Linked DNA regions of Mus musculus: region 1 is linked to region 2. A link is a contact called in public Hi-C data. All regions are on one chromosome and are shown on one strand. Each heading gives the region's core, a stretch centred on a gene start, on an enhancer-like site or on the middle of the called end of the contact. The rest is flanking DNA. Distances are from core to core; before and after follow the strand shown. Region 1 has its middle 81 kb from the start of Gm28380. Region 2 has its middle 35 kb from the start of Gm28380.

What was found. A called contact is a pair of places that touch in the nucleus more often than the background predicts.
Region 1: a contact with region 2 is called in a Hi-C map of pancreatic cancer cells, with 2.3 times the contacts expected there. The contact joins two enhancer-like sites. A contact is called at or near these places in 6 of 484 Hi-C or Micro-C datasets (the G1E-ER4 cell line, embryonic stem cells, nephron progenitors and 2 more), 2 of 115 datasets of contacts at active chromatin or transcription factors (the NIH/3T3 cell line and pancreatic cancer cells) and 1 of 9 other capture datasets (embryonic stem cells).

The regions. Positions count from the first base shown.
Region 1 is chr1:91,689,390-91,695,244 of GRCm38.p6, reverse strand. No RefSeq gene overlaps it. Among named protein-coding and RNA genes, the nearest start is that of Gm28380, 81 kb to the right of the region's middle. Within about 2 kb of position 2,329, at least 38 of the 459 cell types and tissues checked have an H3K27ac peak or open chromatin away from gene starts, as enhancers often do. A contact at or near this core is called in the NIH/3T3 cell line and pancreatic cancer cells, where this site is marked.
Region 2 is chr1:91,573,423-91,579,332 of GRCm38.p6, reverse strand. No RefSeq gene overlaps it. Among named protein-coding and RNA genes, the nearest start is that of Gm28380, 35 kb to the left of the region's middle. Within about 2 kb of position 1,277, at least 25 of the 459 cell types and tissues checked have an H3K27ac peak or open chromatin away from gene starts, as enhancers often do. A contact at or near this core is called in the NIH/3T3 cell line and pancreatic cancer cells, where this site is marked.

The DNA.
Region 1 (5,855 bases), core at 1,080-3,579, 110 kb before region 2:
AACAAGGCCTGGGCCCAAAGCTGAGATGCCTCTCCCATGAGGGGAGGCAGCTTGTCCAAGTTCACAAAGCCAGAAAAGGCTACATCCAAGGTTTGCAAAGGAGCTCTCTGTCTTCTCCCCATACTTCATTCTTCTGGCTGAAGTCTTGAAGGAATGGAGAGACCTCATCAGGATAGAACTAGAGTCATGGCAGAGGGAATGGAACAGGCAGGGCAAAATGCAAAGAGCACCCACACTCCAGGTCAGTGTCCAGATGGGATTCCCGCACGGCCTGGTGACTACATCCACTTGATTCCAGGCAACAACTGACCCCGCAGTCATTGCAGCGTGGGCTGAACAAAGGTCACAGCAGTAGAGGAAGGGTAGAGACCACTGATGAATAGCCAAGGGCAGCTAGCAGTACCTGACTTCTGATCTGTCAAAGCCCACAGGACATTCTTGTGCATGCTTTGACATTGAAGATCTGTCCCCAGTATTGGGTGGCAGTCTGCATTCTTCTCTAGATGCTGTGAGTTAATAAAATTTCTAATTTTTTTTAAATAAAAGAATAGATAACAAATGAGCTGACAACATTGGCAAGATTCTCTGCTCTCTGGGAGGGAAGGCGTCCGGCCAGCCCACCTCACTTCTGGGGAGGCAACTCTAGTTGGAGGCCACTACTTAGGGACCTGGTGTGGCCTGGAGCCCTGACAAGTGAGGCGCCACTGACCTTAGGTACCGGTAGGAAACCATGAGATGGGAGGACCCTAGAGGCTGTCAATTATCAGGAGATGGGAGGACCCTAGAGGCTGTCAATTATCAAGAGATGGAGGACCCTAGAGGCTGTCTTTGACTGTCGACTATATCATTGACAAGCCAGAAAAGAGAACTAAGGTATGGTGTCTCCCAATTCCTCCCTCTCTCTCCTTCCCCTTCCCTCCACCCCTTTGCCTCCTCTCCCCATTGTCTCTCAGTGAGGACACTGCTGTTACCATTACTAGTAACCTTCACGTAAAACCACTTCTTCCTTGATGAAATTCCAGAAGAGCTATAGATTGGTGATTATATCACTAGGTCCCCCTACTCCCCTTGAATACAACTTCCAGCCCCTGATCAGTTGCCCCTTCTGGATCTCTAGTCTAGTCCTGGCTGAGCCAGGCTGAGCCTTTCCATAGAAACCTGCTTCTCCAAGCCTCTGACTCCCCTGAAACTCCATCTCTCCTCCTACAAGAGCTGCAATGCCAAAGCCACTGGGAGATGGATTAAGGTGGGTGTGGCTTTTCAGGTCCTTCAGTTTGTCTCTACATCTCTGGACCCACAGTAGCCTCCCCCCCATGTCTCTCCTTCCATCTCTGCTGCCACCAATGTCACTTAGCAAGTGTCAGGCAGGGGTGGGAATGGCCGTAGGCCTTAGCAGTCATTTCCTTTGTCATCACCTGGGAGGAACTGCATGTTCCCTGTGGAGAGGAGCCCTCTTGGTGCCTTCTCCACCCAGGAGCCCAAGACACTCACCCACAAGCTCCCTTCCCCTATGATGCCTGTCCTGTGGTTCCAGCCCTGCTCAACCTGGCGCATGTGGAGGTCTCCCCAGCACAGCAGTGCCCAGCTGTAGGCAGCCTCAAATCGCAGGGCTGTAGAGAAGGTGGTCCCTGAGAACACACCTCTGTGAAAATACCTTCCCTTGAGGTTGCTTGCAGGCCTTTAACTCCCAGGTAGAAATAAATTGTTCTAATTCACAGCCTCAGTCCCCCACTGACCTAGGAGGAAGAGACAACTCAAATGGAAAGGCCAAGACCCTCTGGTCCAAAGAGTACGTCAGGAGACTGAAGACCATCCGTTCAACTCCTGACCTACAGGGGAAGTCCCAGGCAGATTCTTTATAATTAATCCTACTTAACTCTTGCAAGGTGATGACAACAGAACTCGGTTTATGATCTCATTTATCACCCTCCCTGTCACTAAAATATGAGATGCAAATGCCCCACCTAAATATTTGAAGAGAAGCCAGTGAGCGAGGATGAATTCCCTGCTTAGCAGCATTGGCTAGAGACCATCGCTACGGGGTGCTCTCTGGGCTGGCCTCCCCTCATGTCATCTGGGGTTTGCTACAGAACAAGAGAGGAAATGGACAAGAATGAGAGTTTTGTCTTGGGACTCTAGCTCTTCCTAAGCTAACACAAAGGCATGTGCATCATTGCTACATGGTAGGAGATGAAAATGATGAGCTCTGCTGGTGTCTTCAAACAAAAATGGCAATTGTTTGCCAGGGGGAGGGGAGCATTTGTGAGCTTTCAAAACTCTGAAAAAGGAGAATAAACATTTCCGTGACTCGTGGATGAGTCACTGTGAATCGCATGCCTGACCTCTGCAAAGTGGGTTCTGGCTGTGGTGTCTCAGACTAGCCCACAGTCCTACCCTGGGCTCTGAGCTAGCTCCTAAGCCAGTTGATCTAGGAATGACAGCAGCAGATACACAGAGAGAAGGAGGTATCTGTGTGTGCAGCCCCATGTTGTGCCTAGCTCTTCTATAAGAAGGTAGAAAACTAGTGCTTTGGGGTGATGCCAGGATTCCTATGGAAAAGACTGTTTGCTGTGATTTCTTTCTCTAGTCACAGAGCTGGACTAACTCAGAATTTGATAGATAAGGGAAAGACCATGGTAACATCAGCCTGGAGCAACCCAGCTTGAAAGCAACTAATGGACAACGTGCACTCAGACTTGTGACTTGGCAGTTACAACTGGTGTCTGTCTTCCTAGTCCCCACTGTCTTCTACTAGAAGAGCCTGTGACTCTATCATAAGGCTTTATCTACAGAGGACACTTGGACTAGGGGAATCAGGGACTCAAGGGTCTTTGGCATGGCCCTCCTGGGGACTAGCAGAAGGTAGTGGATAAATAGCACAGTTGTCTCTGCCTCACTGATTCTAAGGTACATTTTACAGTGGGTCATTAACTCCAGAGGGACTAAACCAAGATGTCCACAGAGGTCATTGGCAACCCTTCTATGAGTTTTCTTCCCATCTCAAGTGGCAATCTCCTGCAGCACTTTCTGGAATAACTATTTGTGTTCAGGTCTTTGTCTCAGGGACTGCATGGTGATTTGAACAAGAACGACCCCTATAAACTCATATATATGAATGTTTAGTCACCAGGGAGTGGAACTATTTGAAAGGATTAGAAGGATTAGGGGGTGTGGCCTTGTTAGAGAAAGTATGTCACTGCTGTTGGGCTTTGAGGCTTCAAAGGCCTGTGTCAGGCCTAGGCTCCCTATGCCTACAAGATCAGGGCTTACTTCTCAGCTACTGCTCCAGCACCATGTCTGCCTGCCTGCTGTCATGCCCCCCACTATGATGGTAATGGACTAACCCTCTGAAACTGTAAGCCAGGCTAGAATGAAATGCTTCCTCTCATAAGGGTGGCCTTAGCCATGGTTTCTCTTCACAGAAATAGAACAGTGACTAAGTCAGTGTGCTATTTGGGAAAACCCACTTGAGAGGAGGCGTTGTGCTTAGCTCAGTGGGTTGAAGGGGGAAAAAAGCCCTGATTCTCCACCTGGAACCTCAAACTCTAAACATAGGGAAGCTGAATTGTGATGGTTTGAAACTGAGGCCAGGATTGACTAAGCACCTTCCAACTATGCTCAGGAAGACCTGTTTCAGTTGGGGTATGACCTCAAGGGATCCCCATGAGCCTATGACAGTCATCCAGCATGCACATACTTGATTCTCAGAGACCGTTGTCTGTAAAACCTTAGCAGCCACTTGCTAGACTCCTGGCTCAGGAGTGTGCTTTAGTCTTCCGGGTTTTGACCTGCATGTCTATGTGAGTATGAGTTAAGTATACAGTCACCGTGACACTTCAGGCCCACAGGAAGCCTACAGCTACAGTTCCCTACTATGTGGCATTGAGTAGCTAACAGGTATACAGTCATAAAGCTAAACCCTGCTCTCTATCTCGAGCTAAAATCATTTTAGTTGTATTTAAAACGATAAGCACTAAATAAAAATAAGATTATAAAAGTTCTAAAAGAAATGTTAGTTAAGTATGTACCCAGCCATAAGATGGGGTAAATAATTTCTTGCATGGTCTCAATGACAAAAAGTATAAAGAGAGAAAACACATAAAAATGTTTGTCTTGCTAGGGTTTTACTGCTGTGAACAGACACCATGACCAAGGCAACTCTTATAAGGACACCATTTAATTGGGGCTGGCTTACAGGTTCAGAGGTTCAGTCTGTTATCATCAAGGTGGGAGCATGGCAGCATCCAGGTAGGCATGGTGCAGGAGGAGCTGAGAGTTCCATATCTTCATCTGAAGGCTACTAGTGGAAGACTGACTTCTAGGAAGCTAAGAGGAGGGTCTTAGAGCCCAAGCCAACAGTGACACACCTACTCCAGCAAGGCCTCACCTTCTAATAGTGACACTCCTTGGGCCGAGCATATACAAACCATCACCCTGCTTTACAGCAACAAGATAGGACAGGAAATCCAAGATGTTCATAGTGTTTGCAGCCAGGATGGGCACAATGCTTATATAATATCAAGTTCAAGGCAGAATGTCAATACACTGACAGCATTTAAAAAGCTGTAAGTAACGAGATCAAGACCATAATTGTCCATGCTGTATAAACTACAAGAACATATAATCTTACCAGTCATTAAAGAAGGCCACACCCTGTTTTCCCATCACAAAGAAGAAAGCTGAGAAGAAGAAGGTAAGTGTGCCAAAGCACTGACCTCACGAGCACGAGGACCCAAGTTTGATCCCCAGAACCCACATACAAAAGCCAGGTATGATGGCGCATACTTATAATCCCGAAGCTGTGGAGATAGATTCCCCGGGGCTTCACTGGCCAGCCTATTCTATTCAGAGAACTCTGGGCCAGCCAGAAACCCTTTCTCCAATAAGCTAGAGAGATCCTGGGCAGCAGAGGGCCCAAGATTGTCCTTTGTTCTCTACACAAATATGAGCATACAGGCACAGGCACCCACATAAATACATAGGCACAGACAGCTACAACCACATGAATACACAGGCACACACATACGCATGTGCACACACTACAAAACCAAATGCAAAACTGCCATAAAACCTGGACAGGAGGGGCATTGTCCTGAGACTTGAGATGCACAACACACACACAGACACACACACACACACACACCCCACTACCACCACCACCACCACCACCACCAATTTCCAAAGGATCCCCATTCCCTAACCCCATGAAATCTCCTCTACCAAGTTAATCCCCCTCTTCCCGACATGTAAACATGTCCAAATGTTATGTCAGAAATATACTAACTACAGGAGTGTTTTCAAGGACAAGATGTTAGAACAGATGAAAGCTGACCAGCTAGAAACATTGGTTTGATGGATTAAACTAAGGCAAATTAGCATAGGAGATGCTACCAGCTGTGAAAAATAATGTTGAGACAATATTTGTATTTATATAGCAAATGTTCACAAAAAGAAGTTCGTTGAAATCAGAAGTTTTGTGGGGTGGGGCACTCAGCTACTCAATGGTGCCCCCTAGTGTACCTCCATAGAGTCTAACTTTAATAAGGGTATATAATGAAGATAGGGGAAAAAAAATCAATCCCCAGATATTTCATTGAAAATAAAATAATTAAAGATAAATAATCTATACATTCAAGTAAGACAGAAATGGATAAAAAAAAAAAAAACCTCCCTGGTTTAAAAAAAAAAATCAAAAAGGAAGGAAATCATGGGATATAGAAAATAAAGGAAGGAATTATCCAAGAGAACCACACCATTCATAAGTAAAGCCGTGTGTTCTCAGAGAGCACAATAAGCAGAGAAGCTGAGGAAGGCGTGCATGTGGACTGCGATCCTGGTGGTGTTTAAAAGCATCC
Region 2 (5,910 bases), core at 28-2,527:
AGCTCCACTCAGAGGTCCGCAAGCCAGGCAAGCTCATCCCTGACACAGAATAAAGATCCATCCGGGATAGGCTTGGAGTGGCCCTCGGGGCAGCAGATCTGCCATGAAAAATGGCTCTACCCCACAGACCTCTGGTATGAAGTCCCCACAAAACCATGGGACTCCTTAGGGCCTCTAGTAAATGGCATACACAGACCCATCAGACCATTTATGTATGGTCAGGGTAGGTGACTGGAAACAGAAGATGAAGCAGAAGAGGGCTCAACATCCCTGAGATCAGACATGGCTTCAGAGCAGGAATGATCAGGGAGGGGCCCACAGCATCCAAGAAGCCTGGGTAGGAATGGTAGTAGGAGGGTCAAGCTATGGAGGCTAGGGTGCCAGGCAGGCAAGTGTCCTGAGGCTGGGCCTCCCCTCTTCAAGGTAGTAGAAGTATTCAAGGTACTAGCGAGCATCCATGTAGGAGCAGAACACAAGAGCTGGACCACTCTGAACCACTTCCTTTCTGTCCCAAAGTCTCCCCAAGTGTATGGGTTGAAGACATTTAGAGAATTCTACTCTCTCCCAACAGTATGAACCAGGATGTGAAGCGGGGGAAGGGCCTCCTTGCAACCAACAGTTGTCCTCAAAGCAGTTCTCATCTCTTCTGTCCTCTATCCACAGCCCCTGCTGGCCCCACAGCGACACTGGCTCTGTGGAATCAGAACAATCCAGGGCCCCAGCTTTTAGAATTCTCAGGGCTGGATCAGGCCTTGGCGGGGGGGATAAGGGGGAAATCAGCCCTGCAGTAGAAGGATTCCTTATGTCTAAGTCCTTGGTGAGTTTTTATTGAGAGGAGGCCCACAGACTCCCTCTGGGGAACAGGCCCTACAGGAAGGGAGGCCATGAAAATAGCTGCTGACTGCCATGGTGAGCCGACCTTGCAGGGTGCAGGAGGACCCACAGTCCAGGTCACTCCAGCCCAGCTCCGGGCCTTTCTGAGTGGGGCGGGGAGGGAGGCTTGGGAGGGGAGGAAGTTTGTCAGAATGATGATGGCCAGAGCGCAATATCCACTCAGACTGTGATCAAAGGGCGGCCTCTCCCACTTTTGAACAATTCTAAACACTTTGTAAGAATGTGAACCCCACCCCCAGCCTCAGCCATGTAGGCCAAAGGTGAGGCTAATGAGAGGCAACTTTTGGAAAGTCTTTTGTGGGATGTGGGGCATCATGGGAAGGAGGCCCTGGCCCACTGAGCAGTGTTTAGGAACCTGTGCCAGCTAAAAGCTGACTCAGACCTTATCCAGGATGATATCACTAAACGTGAGCCACAAACCACAGGCCTTTATACAGGCCACCATCTGTCCACCCTCCCTCAAGTCCAACTTTCTATGTTGTTCTGGAAAAATCCTAGTATCCAAAGGTCACCTCTATTATGAGGATTAGGCGTCCCTTGAGGTCCACAGGCCCCAGAACATTAGAATCCAAGAGAGTCAGAGTCCATCCGGTGTGTGACTGAGCATCCCTACTCTGCAGAGCAAACAACAAACCCCAGCAAGACACTTCCATTGTCTGTCCAGAAGGACAGGACACACTGCCTCCCCTACCAGCTCCAACAGCATCTGTACAATCAAACCAGCTTCATGCAGCTGCTACCCGACTCACTGGAGATACAAAAAAAAAAAAAAAAAAAGAAAAAAAATGTGTCTGTGTCTCAGCTCCAGACCAACCCCCACCATCTCCTTGCTCTCCTCAGGGCAGCAGGCTGATTTAAGTCCCACTCAGCCCTAAGATAGCATCATCTACCATGCTCATGGGTAACCCAGGTTAGCACCAGCACAGCCACTGGAAGACACTGTCAACACACCATAAGAACCTACCGAGTCCTTCAGCAATGGGCACTCCTGCATGGAAAGGGAGGTGTAGGAGACCAGGCTCCATCCCCAGTCCCCATACCCAAGATTCTAGCAATGAAAACAACGTTCGGGAATATACACATAGGTTTGGGTATGCTTGTGTAAGGAGTTGGACAAATGAGAGTGTGGTGTAGGGTGTGTGTATGTGGGTTATACAAGATGTGTGATATATGTAATGTGATATAGAATGAATGTGTGTGTCATATAGGGTATGTAGTACACATACAGTATGTGTGGAATGGTATGTGTGTGGTATATATGGCATGTGAAATTGGTGTGTGTGGTATGAGTAAGTCAGTATGTTATATGGTATATGTAATATGGGTGAATATATATGCTACATGATGTTTATATTCACTGGTGTGTGGTATATGATATATGTGATATATGGTATGAGAATATGGTAATTTCAGAAGCAAATGTGATATATGTTGGGGAATGGGGGTTGTGGGGTTGTTTATGCTATTTATGGTATATAAGTGAGGAGTGATCATTATATGTAGCTGTAGGATATTCAGAGCATATAGTATGTGGTGTGTGGGCTATGTTTTGTATTTAGTACATATGGTATATATTGTTATAGTAAATGTTATGTGTGATGTAGGAGTGAGTAACCTTGGTGGGTATAGTGTGGTATAGTAATTGTGATAAATCCCACATGTGTATGTACAGTGTGTGTGTGTGTATGTGTGTGTGTGTGAGAGAGAGAGAGAGAGAGAGAGAAAGAGAGAGAGAGATTGGTGTGGCTTATGGTGTGTATATACAGGGCATGCAAAGTGTATGTAAGGGAAACTGTCAAGAGTATGGAGAACATTGTGTATATGGCACATATGATATGGATTGGGGAGGATATGGGACTTGATGAATGTTTGTAGTGTGCATGATTGTGGGGGTAGAGTGTAGAGGGTATGGGGTATATGGATTAGAGGGCTATGATGTATACATGCTAAATATGAAATATAAATACATATATACATATACATATGTACATATGTGCATGTCTATGTAAATATACATATACATGCACATATGTACATATGTGTGTATGTATACACATAAATGTATGTATGCATGTGTATACACACACATACACTCCCTGGGGAGCAAAGGGTCCATTTGGCTTCCATGTCTGGATCACAGTCCTTCATTAGGGGAACCAAGACAGGAACTCAGGGCAGACACTGAAGCAGAAGCCATAGAGGAACACCCTTTACTGACCTGCCTTCTACAGCCTGCTCAGCTTGCTTTCTAATATAGCCCAAGGCTACACTGGGCTGAGCCAAGTGCTACCATGGATTTGCCTACAGCATGATAACTAAGTGAGACCCTGAGCCTAATAAAGAGGGTTGGTGGTGTAGCTTACTGGTAGAGAGCTGACCTGGCATACATGAACCAAAGCCATGTTCTTAATAAAAAAATAAACCGGGGAAGCATGTGTGGTCTCCCCAGTATAGGGTAAAGTGGGTAGCAGAAGGAACTCTCTCAGGGTGGGGTCAGTGCTCAGTGAGAGGTGGCAGTCCAGGCTTCCCTAACAACATACCCTCACACTCAGCAAATGGTGCAATGTGAATCTATTCTCTCACAGCTCTGGGGGCTGGAAGTGCAAGACCATCATGCCATGCGGCCAGCCACCTGTGAGAGCAATCATCTGGCTTCAGCGGTTGACTCCCATTCTGCCCTCACCCAGCTTCTCCGCTGGTGTCTCTTCCTTTTCTTACGTCACCAGCCCGGTGGATCAGGGTCCACCCTAATGATCTCACTTAGCTTCCTCAACTCCCTCGGGGCCCATCTCCAAATCCAGACACACTGACGGACAGCACTTCCAAGATTTCAACGAACAGGGTTCAGTCCACAGCAACAGGGAGTCTGAGGAGAGAGAGAGAGAGAGAGCCATGCCAACATTTCTATTTACAAGACAGAGACACAAAGCTCTGAGAAGCAAGGAAGCCCTGGGCTGTTGGAAACAGGAAGGGGGGACACATTATCATCCCTGCTCCAGGAGGCTGAGGTGGGAGTCAGGAGTGAGGTGCGTTTGGTAGAAGTTCTAGGAACCAGATGTGAGAACACAGACCTGGGAGCTAGGTCCACACCTACAGTAGGCACTAAGAAGCTTCCAGATTCTCGATCGGGGGGTCACTATGCTCACATAGGGTAGGAAGAGAGCATGACACCCAGGAGCCATGTGGTCATATGTTGAGGGTCTCGTGGATCACACATAGACTCCAGGAAGCTCGAACTGAGGGAGCCCTAGGCCTGAGTGGTGATTGTAGGGACCAAATACCAATGTTCTAGAAGATGTATTCCATCCTCCAAAAATGCACTAACAAGGCAAAGGTAATGAGAAGAACAGCCATGTGGGTGCCAGACACCCACCCCATTCATTCTCTCAAACATGCTCTGGGCAAGGGCTATGTCAATATCAATTCAAGACGCTGTTCTTCCCCTGCCAGTTGGGAAAGTTCAGCCGATTTCCAGGGAAGACACAAGCTGTCTCAGTGCTGAGGGAGCAAAATGGAGTTCGGAGTTGTTAAGTCAGCCAAGATCTATGCACACTAGAGCCAAATGGAGTTCATGAAACTGAGCACAACGCTGTGTTGCTTCCCTCCTCAAGGTGATGGCCAGTTTGCCCTAGGAAGAGAGAATGAAAGTCAAGTGTCTGAAAAGGCTACCTAGAATTCTACCCATGCCTCTCTGCTATGGAGAGATTAGGTTAGGGCACCAGGGAACATCGAGAGCAAGAAAGGATGAGCAAGACACAGAGGCGCTTGACTGCCTTGTTAGCTCACTACCTTCTTGGTTTAATTGATCCTCACTAATCTAACTGCCTGTAGTGAGCAGAAGGGAACATTTTAAGAAGGATGGTAACATCATTCAGAGCTCAAAAACAAAATACAACCTCAGTGCACAACATGGGTGAAACCACCACCTGGGCTGGCAAAATGGCCCAGCAGTAAAGAGCACTGGCTGCTCTTACAGAGAGGTTCCCTTTGCTGGCACCCACAGAACAGCTAACAAACATCTAGTTCCAAGGGATCCTGTGCCCTCTTCTGGCCTCTGTGGGCGCTGCATACACATGGTACATAGATAAACATGCAGGCAAAACACCATACACATAAAATAAAAATAAATCCTTTTCTTTTAATTTTCATATCTACTGGTCACAATCCCATTTAGAAAACAAATGTCCAACAGCAACAACAAAACGATGACTAAAATACGGGGCTGTAGAGATCAGTGTGGAGAGGCAGGATGGGCAGAGCTGGTTCAGTGCAGTCTATTACTAGAAAACTCAGACGCAGACAAAACTAACCTGTGCCAGTGGGGACTTTAAGACCCGATACTCTTTTGGGAAGATGCCAAAATGCAGAAGATGTGAGGAAGGCTTTGGAGTAATGGGAACTTAAAACATCTCCAGCTGAGTAGACTTTGGTGGGACGGAAAGGCCGGTATAGAACATCTCAAGTCAAAAACACAGGGGACCTGTGAGAAGAACTTAGTCAAAATCAATGAATTTGACCCAGTGCCTGACTTGCCAGGCAGACTGGACATAGTTGGGAAGACAGAAGTACCTGGAGAAACAGCTGGAGAAAATCTCACAGAACGAGAGGAGCTGGGGAGATGCCTCAGTGGATAAAGCACAGAGAACACAGTTGGGAGAGCCTAAAGTCCCCAGAACCCATGCAAAGCCAGGTGTGGTAATAAGTGTCCTCAACCCCAGTGACACTGATCAGACCCCACAGTAGAGAAAGAACTCCCTAAAGCTCACAGGCCAGCCAGCCGGGCATATGGAGTGGCACAGCAACAAAGAGATGCTGTCTCAAACAGGATTGTCCTCTGACCTTTACATGTGTGTGTGGCACATGCATGTCCATACTTATATACATGAACACATACATGCAGTACATACATACACTGTGCTCACAGAAAGAGAGAGAGAGAGAGAGAGAGAGAGAGAGAGAGAGAGAGAGAGAGAGAGAGGAGGGGAGAGGAGAGGAGAGGAGAGGAGAGGAGAGGAG